Regions from separate parts of the Oryzias latipes genome. Here region 1 is linked to region 2. Evidence: chromatin contacts called from public Hi-C data. All regions are on one chromosome and are shown on one strand. The core of a region is the stretch at or near the end of the contact, and the rest is flanking DNA. Distances in the headings are between cores, read along the strand shown.

Region 1 (5,274 bases), core at 844-3,343, 280 kb before region 2:
AGTTGCCATGGTAACATGACCTACCCTGAAACATACCTCCATTTCTGGAACCGAAAGCTGAGGTTATCAACTTTCTTAGCCTCAAACTTATCGTGGGAGCTAGCATAACCTGCTTTCTGGAATACCCCCTGGTTTTATTCAAGTTGCACGATTTTTCTGAATAATTTTCTTTTGAAAAGTTTCGAGTTGAATGACAGCCTTTTATTTTGAAACTCTGTAGGCCAATACTTAGCTAACGATAAGAAGAAACAATAATTGTGAAATGATACAAATCAAATATTTAAAAAAAAAAAAATCCTAAAAAGGATAAGCAGCACAGAAATCTAAAGCTAAAGAAAAATATAAAATCTTGGGTTTTCTTTATTTTGTCCTTTTGCCTAAATTTATAATAAATCTATTTCCAGGTTGTATTTGTTTTCTAAGACCTCTGAACATCCCAAATTGTGCAACAATGGAGGTGTTGTCCTCCTCTGAAGACCTGAAGCAGCAGCTGTTTTCCTGGCAGCCCAGAGCCTCTCCAGAACGCTGAAGCTGCAGGACCGCTTCAGTTTCTGACGAAGAGGCAGCCGCCCGCCTTTCTTCAGCCTTCACTGTGACGGCCTGATCTGCCACACATCTGTTAGAACAGGGATTTAGCTCTGCTTAAGTTGCTCTTCCCTCCCCAGTCAGGAGGTCCCTCACAGCAAAGTGCTTCCCCTCCAGTGTAAGCTGCTGCGGCCTGATGACAAACACTTGTTTTTCTCGCCGCCGACTCTGGCCAGCGTGCATCAGCGCCGACCTTAGGATTGATTATGTGCAGTTTATCATATCCACAGCCAAGCAAACGGAAGTGTGGAAGTGCCAGACGAGGGGATGAAATTCCAACCTCTGCTTGTGGAAACATTTGGTCTTTACCAAAATACCTCAGTAAGTGAAGATCAGTCATCCATACATCCTTTCATTTATATTACAGATGTATTAGTGTACATCCCAGGAATGAGGCTGAGGTCCTAACTTTCCACAGAGATGTCATTTCCTCACGTAAAATTTTGTAAAGATTTCATTTCTTTCTGTTTTTAGGCCTATACACGACAACAATATTCAATCCAACCCCTTCATTATTTAACTGAACATTTAAAAATAAGTTGAAATGATCAATTAAGCATAGGAACAATAGAGAAAACTGGAATAAAAACAGAAGTGCAACACAAACGCTTTCATCAGGAACAGCTGTGGTGAGTCCAATTAAAACCAGGTGGGAGAAATAATCAGTTCTGCAGCACCAATCTGTGACGTATAAACAGAAGTGTAGTTACGAACCTGCTAAACCTTCATGCTTTTAGTTAGAATTTCACATTTATCACAAGTCAGAGCCTTGTTTTTTTTTCATATAAAAGTAAAATACATTTTAAAGATAATTCTTCCTATGTAAGTAAGCAGAAAAAGAGGAGAATCCCCTCATGAGTTCTGCCCCTTATGTGTATCTGGAATTTAAAAGTTCAAAAACATTATAATATTCTGCATAATAAAACTAAAAAGTTGCACAAACAGTGCATTTTATTTATTTTTTCATTTTAATTCACACTCAAGCTGGTACAGAATATTAAATTTAGTTTAGTTATTTATTATAAGAAAATATATTCTTTATTGATCCCATGTTGGGGAAATTCAATTGTTACAGCAGTTCAGTGCAAAATAGAGAAAAAAGAAGAACAACGGCAATGTGCAAAAAGAATAAAAGCGTATTTAAAATGTGCAAAAATGCAAAAGTAATCACATTTAACAACAAGTAGAATCTACACCTATATACACTATTACGACATAACGTATGTTAGACGTAAAATCAAATTAAATGAAGTAAAAGAGAGAATATTCGGATGGGCCATGGATGCATGATTTTATGCATTATTTTATGAAAACAAGTCAAAATTAAACATAAAATGAAGTCCCAGAGTAGGCTTTAATTTTACGGTGAAAGTAACATAAATGGCTGAGTATTTAATAAAAAATATCAATAATATTTGCTTTCAGGTGTACTATGAGATGGTTGTTCCCTTCCTCCGACACCAGGGGGCGGCAGAGCTCCTAAACTCGCTCGGTGAGGTGAGGTCTGAACCACCGAATCAAACTAAATTCTGAACTTCGGGGCTGAACAGCAGCCATGCGCAGAGACATACGGTTGAAACAGCGGAGAATCAAAGTTTGGGAGGAAGCTTTGGCCACAAACAGCGGATTCCAGGTAAATAGTTGCGCCGCTAATTGCACTTTTCGGGTGTGAGTCAGAGAGGGTGCTCCCCTACTCAAGGCCCCCCCACCCACCCCTATTGCCCACAGAGAAGAGGCGGAGGGAGACGCCGCTGGATCCACCCCCCCCCCCCCCCCTCCCTCAAAGTTCTCCTCCGCCGGACTCCTCACTGATTGATCGTCGGGAGCCTCCCGGAGGAAGCCCTCCTGCGTGGAGCGCGCGGGGGGGAGGGGGGGAGGAGAGGAGAGGAGAGGAGAGGAGCAGGCAGACCGCTCCGTGTTTGTGCGGGTCGCACATGACGCGCGGGAGAAGGCGCGTGGGCGGATGAGGAAGTTCAGATTGATGGCTCTACTGTAAACGGCGCTCGCACGCGGCAAGGGCGCGCGCGCAGGCTCACTGTCCAGAAGTTTCCTGTGAGCTGAGGTGGTCCGCGCGCGGTAAAATGACAATCAAGCTAGTGGTCACACTGCTCCTCGCGCTCCGTGCTCGGTGAGTTTGTCTTGATAAATTAAGATGTTTATTTAAGAAAAAAACAACAACCATGAACAATTTTTATTAATATTCTTGAAGGTAAATTGAAACAGTAGGTGATGTTGAACAAAAAAAAATGTTAAAGTTTTGAAGGATTTTACCCTTTAATTTCAGTTGTGATTTATTGGAATATGGCGACGATGATGAAGATCTCCACGACTCCACCGTCAGTCAGATGCTGGTCCCCAGGTCGCACCAGGAGGACGCCACTCTGATCCTCAACAACCTGCTGAGGGAGTACGACAAGACTCTGCGGCCAGACATAGGAGGTAAGGGGACCAGACCCCCCCCCCCGGACAAATAAATGCTGCTGGGGGGGGGGGGTTTGGTGCTGAATTCATCATCAAAGCTGTTCTCTAAGTGAAGGCTGATTTTTGTTTGCTTGTTATTGTTGTCATAATCCAGGCTTATTATTAAGGTAATATTGTTTTTTTTTAGTCCCACATGGGGGGAGAAATTTGACACCACCCAGCTATAGATTTGACAACAAGCGTGAAGTATTAAAAAGATATATAAGGTCGAATGATAGGGAGAAGCAATTTCTGGTCTATTTTAACCCATCGTTTCTCTTTCTTGGTTATTTTTTTAGTCTTTTATTTTTGATAGTGTTTGTGCTGTTTCAGTCCTCCCTTGATTGCACCCACTTTCATTCCTGGGTCACTCGCCGTGCAATCAGAGATCAGAGCTTCTCCGAAGGCACAAAGTTGTCTTTCGGCGAGGCCTCTAATCAAAAAGCTGCTTTTTGACGCTGGAGAGTCGTCGCCGGTGGTCTGCACAAGCTCCAGGGGCTGAGCGAGCATTCTGGGGGGTGTTAGGGAAGGAATGAGGGCAGTTTTTGCAGGGTGGGGCAGGGCTGCATTTTCATGATCTTATTCTGGAAAGAAACAGACTTTCCCCCTCAGCACTCTGTTTTCTTAATCACTTTCTGTGCTGGCAATGCTCATTATGCTTCTTCAAATCAGCAGTCTCATCCATTTGTTGGCTCTTCTGTTGACTCTTGCAGTTTGCTGAGAAAATATGGAATTTGTTAAAACAGGTTTTGCGTAAAGAAAGAGGTTCTCCTGCTTGTGCATTACTTCTGGAGCACTGATCGCCGAGAATTTGTTAAAAAAGAATTTACGGTGTTTATAATTTTAGCTTTTATAACATTTTTCCAAACATAAATACATATAACCCATTTGGTAAACTTTTAAATCTCAATTTAAAAACAGATAAAGACATTTTTATAGTTGACCCTCCAAAGTAATTTGGTAATTAAGCTGATTTGTTGCTATTTTCAGTCAATATTAGCAGCTTTATTTGGTATTAATAAATTTTTTTTAGATTTAGTGATAAAAGTGATACACGATGTATTTTCGGAACTGTAGGGCGCACCGTCAATGAATGGTATATTTTTGAAATGTTTATTCAAAGGCCCGCTAAGCGAGATGAAAGTCAAAGATTTGCCCATCAGTCAGACTAGAACTTATACCGTGACCTGACACGCTACACGTTAACCACGATGGAAGCGTCAGCCGTGTCGGTGTATTCACAACACCTGTAACCTTATTAGCAACACGTAAAGAAACGGACTGATGATGCTAAAACAAACTAAGCTCAGTCCCGTCAGTTTATTCACAATGCATGGAACCAACGAGTTGCATAGGCAAGAGTCGCTATGCTAGCTTGTTGTGTTCGCAAAGTTGGACGCCATATTGGATAGCTCGAGATGCCGACCACAATTACACGAACAGAGCTGGAAAAACAAGGATGTGACTTTCCACAAGTAAATTATTACTGTCTGCTCATAAAGAAGAAGCACTTATGGAAAACATTTCAGGAAGATGTGACAGTTTCCTCTCGATAGTGAATGTTTAGGCTGATCCTGTAGTCTATTTAAGGTCAATGGTAGCATTAGACTTTACACTATTTCCACGTTTTCTGGCACGACTACTGATCTTTTTCTGAGGATGACCAGCTAAATTGAAGCATATGACTAAGCGGAGGAAAAGAAACTAGCTAAGATGCCAAAGACTTCCAGCTAGCGATCCCGTAGCGGATCGTCGCGACCGCTTCTGGCCTGACGATCCCTGGCGGCCGCGGGTTTTTCTGCGAACGCCACCCGGGCCTCACTGCGTGGGGGCCATGGACTGTAGTGCTCACTGCACCCTCTTTCTGGACCAGCGCAGCCTTCAATCGCGGCTGCACTGTTCTAAGTCCGCTCCGACCGCGTCACCCCTGGCGTGGACCAGCCCACTTATAACTGGCACCAGGGGACTGCGGTGATGTCGGTTACCCACTGACCCATTGTGAAACACGGACTGAGGAGTCTAACAGTTAGTCTAAATCTTAGTCTGTGTGTAGATTTGAATACAATCACAACCATTTAACAGGTATGCATTGCATTTCCTATATATAATGATGTTTTTATTTATGGAGAAGTTGGAAATGCCGTTCATCTGGTCCAAATACATTAACACCTGTCCAGTGTGGCGTCACTCATATGGTAAAAGGCTAGCGTAGCGTCTCGAGCAATACGG
Region 2 (5,593 bases), core at 886-3,385:
ATGTGAATCCTCAGGGCCTCTGATGAGACGTTGATGAGTTTCTGGTGAGGTGGGGGGAGAAGGAGAAGCGGTTACCTTGATCACATCGGTTGGCACTTGAAGGACCCGTTTCCATGGTCGCAGGGTTTCTATCCAGCCCAGTCAAATCTGCCCCTAAACGGAAGTTGAATAGGGGCTGTACGGTGGTGTGGCGGTTAGCACCTCCCCCGTGAGAAGGCCCTGGTTTGAGTTCCGGATGTGTCCCTTCTATGTGGACTTTGGATGCATGGAGTGGCGATGGTAGTTAACCCCCTCTTGACGCACCCCTGCTCTCCCCCGTCAACCAGCATCCCCCCTGGTCAGAGCTGCACTTGACAAAAGCTTTTATCAAAATGGCGGCTTTTCTTTTGGTTCTATCTCCATAGCAACTATACTATTTTTTTTGGTCACCTGGGGGTGACGAACAGGTCTATCTCATTTTTAGAAGAATTGGCAAAAGTAATTTTTTTTTTTAATTTCTGTGGCAACTGGTGTTTTTTTTTTATTAACCGCACACAACATTCCTATCACGTTCATATACATTGTTCCGTTGAGCTTGGACTAAGGATTCATGTATCACATTTTGACAATGTTTTCGGTCAAAAATATGCAAGGATCATTGGAACGCCACTAACACTCAACGATCAAAACCTACAAAACGTTTTTTGTTTTTTTTTAACAGCTGTCCAATGAGGCTTGAGGACTTGGGGGGGGGGGGGGGGGGGGGGGGGGGTAGATGGAAATCCAGTGGAGGAGTTTAAATTTCTTGCTGGTCCTGACGGGGATTTTTTTTTATTTTTAATTCCAAATGGCGCCTTCTTCCTGAGCTCAAAGGACGATGAAACTTCAGTTGAGGTCAAATTTTGTGAAGATTGTGCAAACAGGTGTTTTTTTTTGCCATATTGTGGAAAAATGGCTGCAAGTCCTGTGGCCATCCCATAATAATTTTAAAACTTCCTTTGAATATCTCAGACATGTGTGTTTTGAATTTATTTCTGAGCCCCATAAGAGATTGTGGGCCCATTCATTTTTTGTTAAGGTTTCTCCGGCTGTGATGTCATAATTCTTTTGAGTAAGGGGGAGGGGTCATTGAGTTTGCAAAAATTAATTCCCACCGTCTGCGAATTCTGACATGACTTACTCCGATTTGTAATGTTAAATTCTATTTTTTGATTTTATCTTATTAATTGCTACATTTGTTTGCTATTTTTAGGTCATGTCGATTTGTATACTTGTAAAGTACTTTGTGTTGTTGACATAAAAAGTGCCACACAATAAAACTGAGTGTAAATAAATGAGATTAAGTCAACATAAAGGAATAAAAAACAAGGTTAGTAGTGGATCATATTTAAAACAATAAATGTGTATCCTTGTTCTGGAAATGCTGCTTTATGACTCACAATGTAGATTAGAAGTTACTGAATTATTTTTTTTATCCTTTAGTGAGAAAATTATTAATATTTGATGTAAAATGGGCAAACAAACAATATGTGCATTTCATAAGGGTTTAAATGTTAACGTGTGGCGTTTAAGCATTAACCATTTAGAGGACATTTATGCTCAAATTATTAAAACTATCCTGTCATCTCTAGGTCTTTATTTGGACTTGAAGTAAAAAATTTCTATTTTATAACATCAAAACATTGTTTTTTATATAATCTTTCTCAATCTATTCATGTTTTAATCTTTTTCAGATCTGGATTTAATGTTTTACATGTAAAAGCATGTGAAATATTTGAATGGCCCCCGTTTTTTTTTGTTTTTTTTACAAAGCTTTAAATTTAACAAAAATAAATTTTGTACCAGAGTTTTCTGATAATGTTTGTTCAGCTGAAAGCCACTGAAATGAAGTTCTGGCGGTTCTGCTTGGACCTGGCTGTTGCGTTTTGGGTTGGCAACAGTCTCTACAAAGACAAAGAACCAAGAATTAGGCAGAAAGGCGGAAAAAAAAAAAGAGGAAAAAAATGAGGCTTTTCAAGGCGTTTTTACTGGATTCCAGCAGCTGCCTGGGCGTTTTCCGGCTCTCCTCCACCAGCTGTCTCAGGGGCAGGGGCCTCGCTGTCCTGGGGGTCTCAGGGAGCATCTGGAGCCCAGAAAAAGCCACATCCATCCTGAAGGAAGGTCAACTCCAGCTCCTTGTGAGGAGGATGAAGGAGGGAAAGTTTGCAGCATCAAAACTCATGGTGTCTACATACAGAACAGGTAATTTTGAGACCTTTTAGCTGACTCACGGGGAAATTTAATAATTATTTTATTGCACTTTCAGCTAAAATTCAGCTCCAAAACCCCCTTAGAAAACCCATTTCAACAAAAAATAGCTAGCATAGAGGCTAACAAATTAGACTTTAGCTATTAGTTAACTTGACTTCACAAACACAAACTTTGTCCACATTTACCCATAAAACGTTTTAACCTTCCATTTATGACTTACTTTTATTAAAGATGAACGGTCGCTTTATTTATTTATCTGTTTGTATTCTGGCACGAGCGCTTCATTTCGTTGTGTTGTTTATTCACCGGTGAACGACACACGACGGGGCGAGGGGGGGGTCTTCTTGTTACCATGGCGACCCAAATGACAAAGAAGAGCGGGAACACGTTTCAAAGGAAGAACGCGATTGGCTACCCGCTCCCTCAATCAAACTGCCGTCAGCACTCCAGCCACAAGGCCCGACGATGTGCAGTACGCCTTCAAAATATTTGAAACACAACAACTATTACATGTTTTAAGCTACCCTCTTTATTAAGAAAATACATATATTCAATCTTTTACAAGTGTTTTTGAAGATCTTGTCAATCAAAAATATATTTACGGGTTGTGTTTATAGCTGTCGGCGGGTCACGATTTTATTTTGAAATTCTTGACAGGAACTTGTCATCTGATGAAAGACAATTTTATGGCAGAGTTGTTGAGATTGTCCTGCAGATACACGGGATGATTACTGACACACACAAGTTTGATTTTCATGGTTCATGTATCCTCCGGAGGACAGGATGGTTGATCTAGCCTGTGTTTAGTTTTTTTTAAGGATTTATTAGCCCATCTCCAGGAAACTTTTACCTTTTGGAAATGATGGAAAAAGTTGGGATCCTGGGAGTGTTGCTATTGACCCCTGTGAGAACTGTTTCTTCTTACATCTGTATGGTACTAAGTAGAGCTAAATCTAAACATGAATTGGCCTCATTTTTATTTTGAAATTCTTTTTTTTATTTGTATTTTCTGTGTTACTTTTGCAGGCAAAGTCTTTCCTTGACTGTCATCCTAATGTCAAACTTGTTAAAGAAGAGGAAGACTGCATGAGGAATCTGCTGTTTCATAAGTCACTCAAATCAACAGGTATGTTTTTACATTAACGCGATTTTTAAAAGTATTTTCAATAATAATCATATATATATATATACAAAAAAGGTATTTTCTGTCTTTTTAGCATCTAAAAAAAGCTGATATTAAGGGTTGGAAAAACTTTGAAAGCAGTGTTTTAGTGACATCTAGTGGCTACATCGAAAAGTGCACCGACAAAAGCTACAGATAAATAGTGTATATTTTTTTAACTTTTTTTGGTCATTATTGATATTATCAATTAAATATTTTCCATCCATGTATGCACTTTTTCCGTCTGTGTATTTAAGCTACTATTTTAACAGTTTAACTTGTTATTTTCACGTTCTTTCTCTTAAGAAAACATCAGCGTGCAATGCAGCGGGATGTGGGACAACTTGACCTGTTGGCCTGCTGCTCCCCTCGGCGAAACCGTCTCTAAACTGTGTCCTGAGTTCTTCCATTCTGAAGGTGAGATGCTCAAACTTTGGTTTAACCTGCATTATTTCACAGCGCATGGCTGCAGTTCGCCTGTTTCCATAGGAAAGTGAGGAATGTTCCACCTCTGTGTTTACACGGTCAACCATAAAAGGTGTGTTTACACAAGGAGGCCAGGGAAAACAAAAGCATAATGCAGGATGACAATAATAGGTGGCGTAATAAATTATAAAAAGTAGTAGAAGCTTATCTGATAGAGTGACATGGTCCTTATTTTATTGTACGTTATGTAGCATTTACGTAACATACGATATTTCACATTAGAAATAACTTAAATAAAGCAGCGTATCATCTGCATATTGGAGGTTTTTCTTTAAGGTGGCGATGCCTTTCTCAAAGATCAGAACTGTTTGGCCCTTTTCCCCTTTAAAAGACATTTGTTTCTGATACATTAACTCATAATCTTTCTGTGGAACTGAATCCTCTGGGGTTTTATTTGTCCTTTTGGGGGAAAAACTGCTCCAAAGCAGATTAATGTTTTATTGATTCACTTTCACTGCTTTCTGTCATCATCAACACTTGGAGCCAAAACAAAAATGTAATTTATACGTCAATCTTTGCCTGGAGAGTTTTTAAAAGAAAATGGAAAATAGATGGATGAAAGGCCAAAAAGCAAACAAAAAACCCAGATTATAAAGTCAGATTTACATGCCTGATAATGCAGAAAATAGAAAATAAAAACGAGTAAACTGTGTTGTGTTTTTTTACAAAAAAACACAGTAAAAGTTTAAATTAAAAGGGCAAACAACACATTTCAACACAAGAAATGGTGTCTGGTGCTTTGTTTAAATTGTGGCAACACCCCCTTATTAGCATATTTGAACTGAATTTTAATTAAATTTGAAAGGGGACAAATGGAGTTTTTGTATATTTTGCAGGTAAAGTGCAGCGAAACTGCACAGCCAACGGATGGACAGAACTTTTTATCCCATATGAGGACGCCTGCGTCTTCAATGTCACTCTCCACTTTCTCAATGAGGTCGGCTCCTTTTCACCTTTTTTTTAAAACATTAAAACTCACCTTTTATCTAAAAACAAATGCGACAAAAATGAAGCTAACTGGTAATTAAATACAAAAAAACGAAACATTTATTGACAGTTTGTAATAAAAGAAGTCATTACTCTAAAGAGCACCAAAGGCTTGTAGTTTTTAGACGTTATGTCAAATGCCATAAAATTCTGATTTTGTGAGTTTATCTCTGCACAGGAAATATAGTAACAAGCATCTTTTTTTGTGCTGGACTGAGAACAGCGTGGGAACCTGGTCATTTTTCAGCCTGGTTGATAAGAGATTTGTTGATAGGATTACTGCGGTCCAAACAACCAGGCTGACGTAAATGTCTCTGAGGGACCTGAACAGTTTTGCTGTAATCTCTATTCAACAGATGTTTTAAAGAAGCTTTCTCTGAAAATGAGATCTCATGAATTAAGCGTCAACGTTGTTCAAGCTCTGTTCTGATACGATCAAATACCAGGAAAAAGTTGGAGCCAAAAACCCCACATTAAAAAAAGAAAAGCTTTGAGTTTGACCTCTGCTGTCCTTTACTATGAACAAACTTTATTAACAGTCCATGCTGCACATTCAGCTAGCTGTTAGCTAATAACTATACACCATCAAAGGTAAGAAACGAAGAGGATGTTGGATCGTTATTGTAAATTTGTGATAAGAATATAGAAAAAAAAGAACACAAAACCAAAATTTCCCCTTTTTTGTAAGTTTTAGGCTATCATTTAAAATTTACATTTCCAAATGTAAAC

The links. A called contact is a pair of places that touch in the nucleus more often than the background predicts.
Region 1: a Hi-C map of embryo shows a contact between it and region 2, with 2.5 times the contacts expected there. The contact joins the promoter of LOC101170160 here to the promoter of LOC101169670 in region 2. A contact is called at or near these places in 3 of 5 Hi-C or Micro-C datasets (embryo and fibroblasts).

The regions. Positions count from the first base shown.
Region 1 is chr2:18,616,968-18,622,241 of ASM223467v1, reverse strand. LOC101170160 (gamma-aminobutyric acid receptor subunit gamma-3) reads left to right here and starts at 2,093. Exons shown (of 11, transcript XM_023965629.1): 1 at 2,093-2,218; 2 at 2,314-2,713; 3 at 2,870-3,024. The coding sequence starts at 2,667.
Region 2 is chr2:18,341,533-18,347,125 of ASM223467v1, reverse strand. It overlaps LOC101169670 (vasoactive intestinal polypeptide receptor), which reads left to right and starts at 2,135. Exons shown (of 13, transcript XM_020708790.2): 1 at 2,135-2,220; 2 at 3,256-3,355; 3 at 3,698-3,808; 4 at 4,714-4,814. The coding sequence starts at 3,316. It overlaps cfap221 (cilia- and flagella-associated protein 221), which reads right to left and starts at 2,593. Exons shown (of 25, transcript XM_023965578.1): 1 at 2,450-2,593; 2 at 2,008-2,153; 3 at 1,822-1,922; 4 at 1-41. The coding sequence starts at 2,128.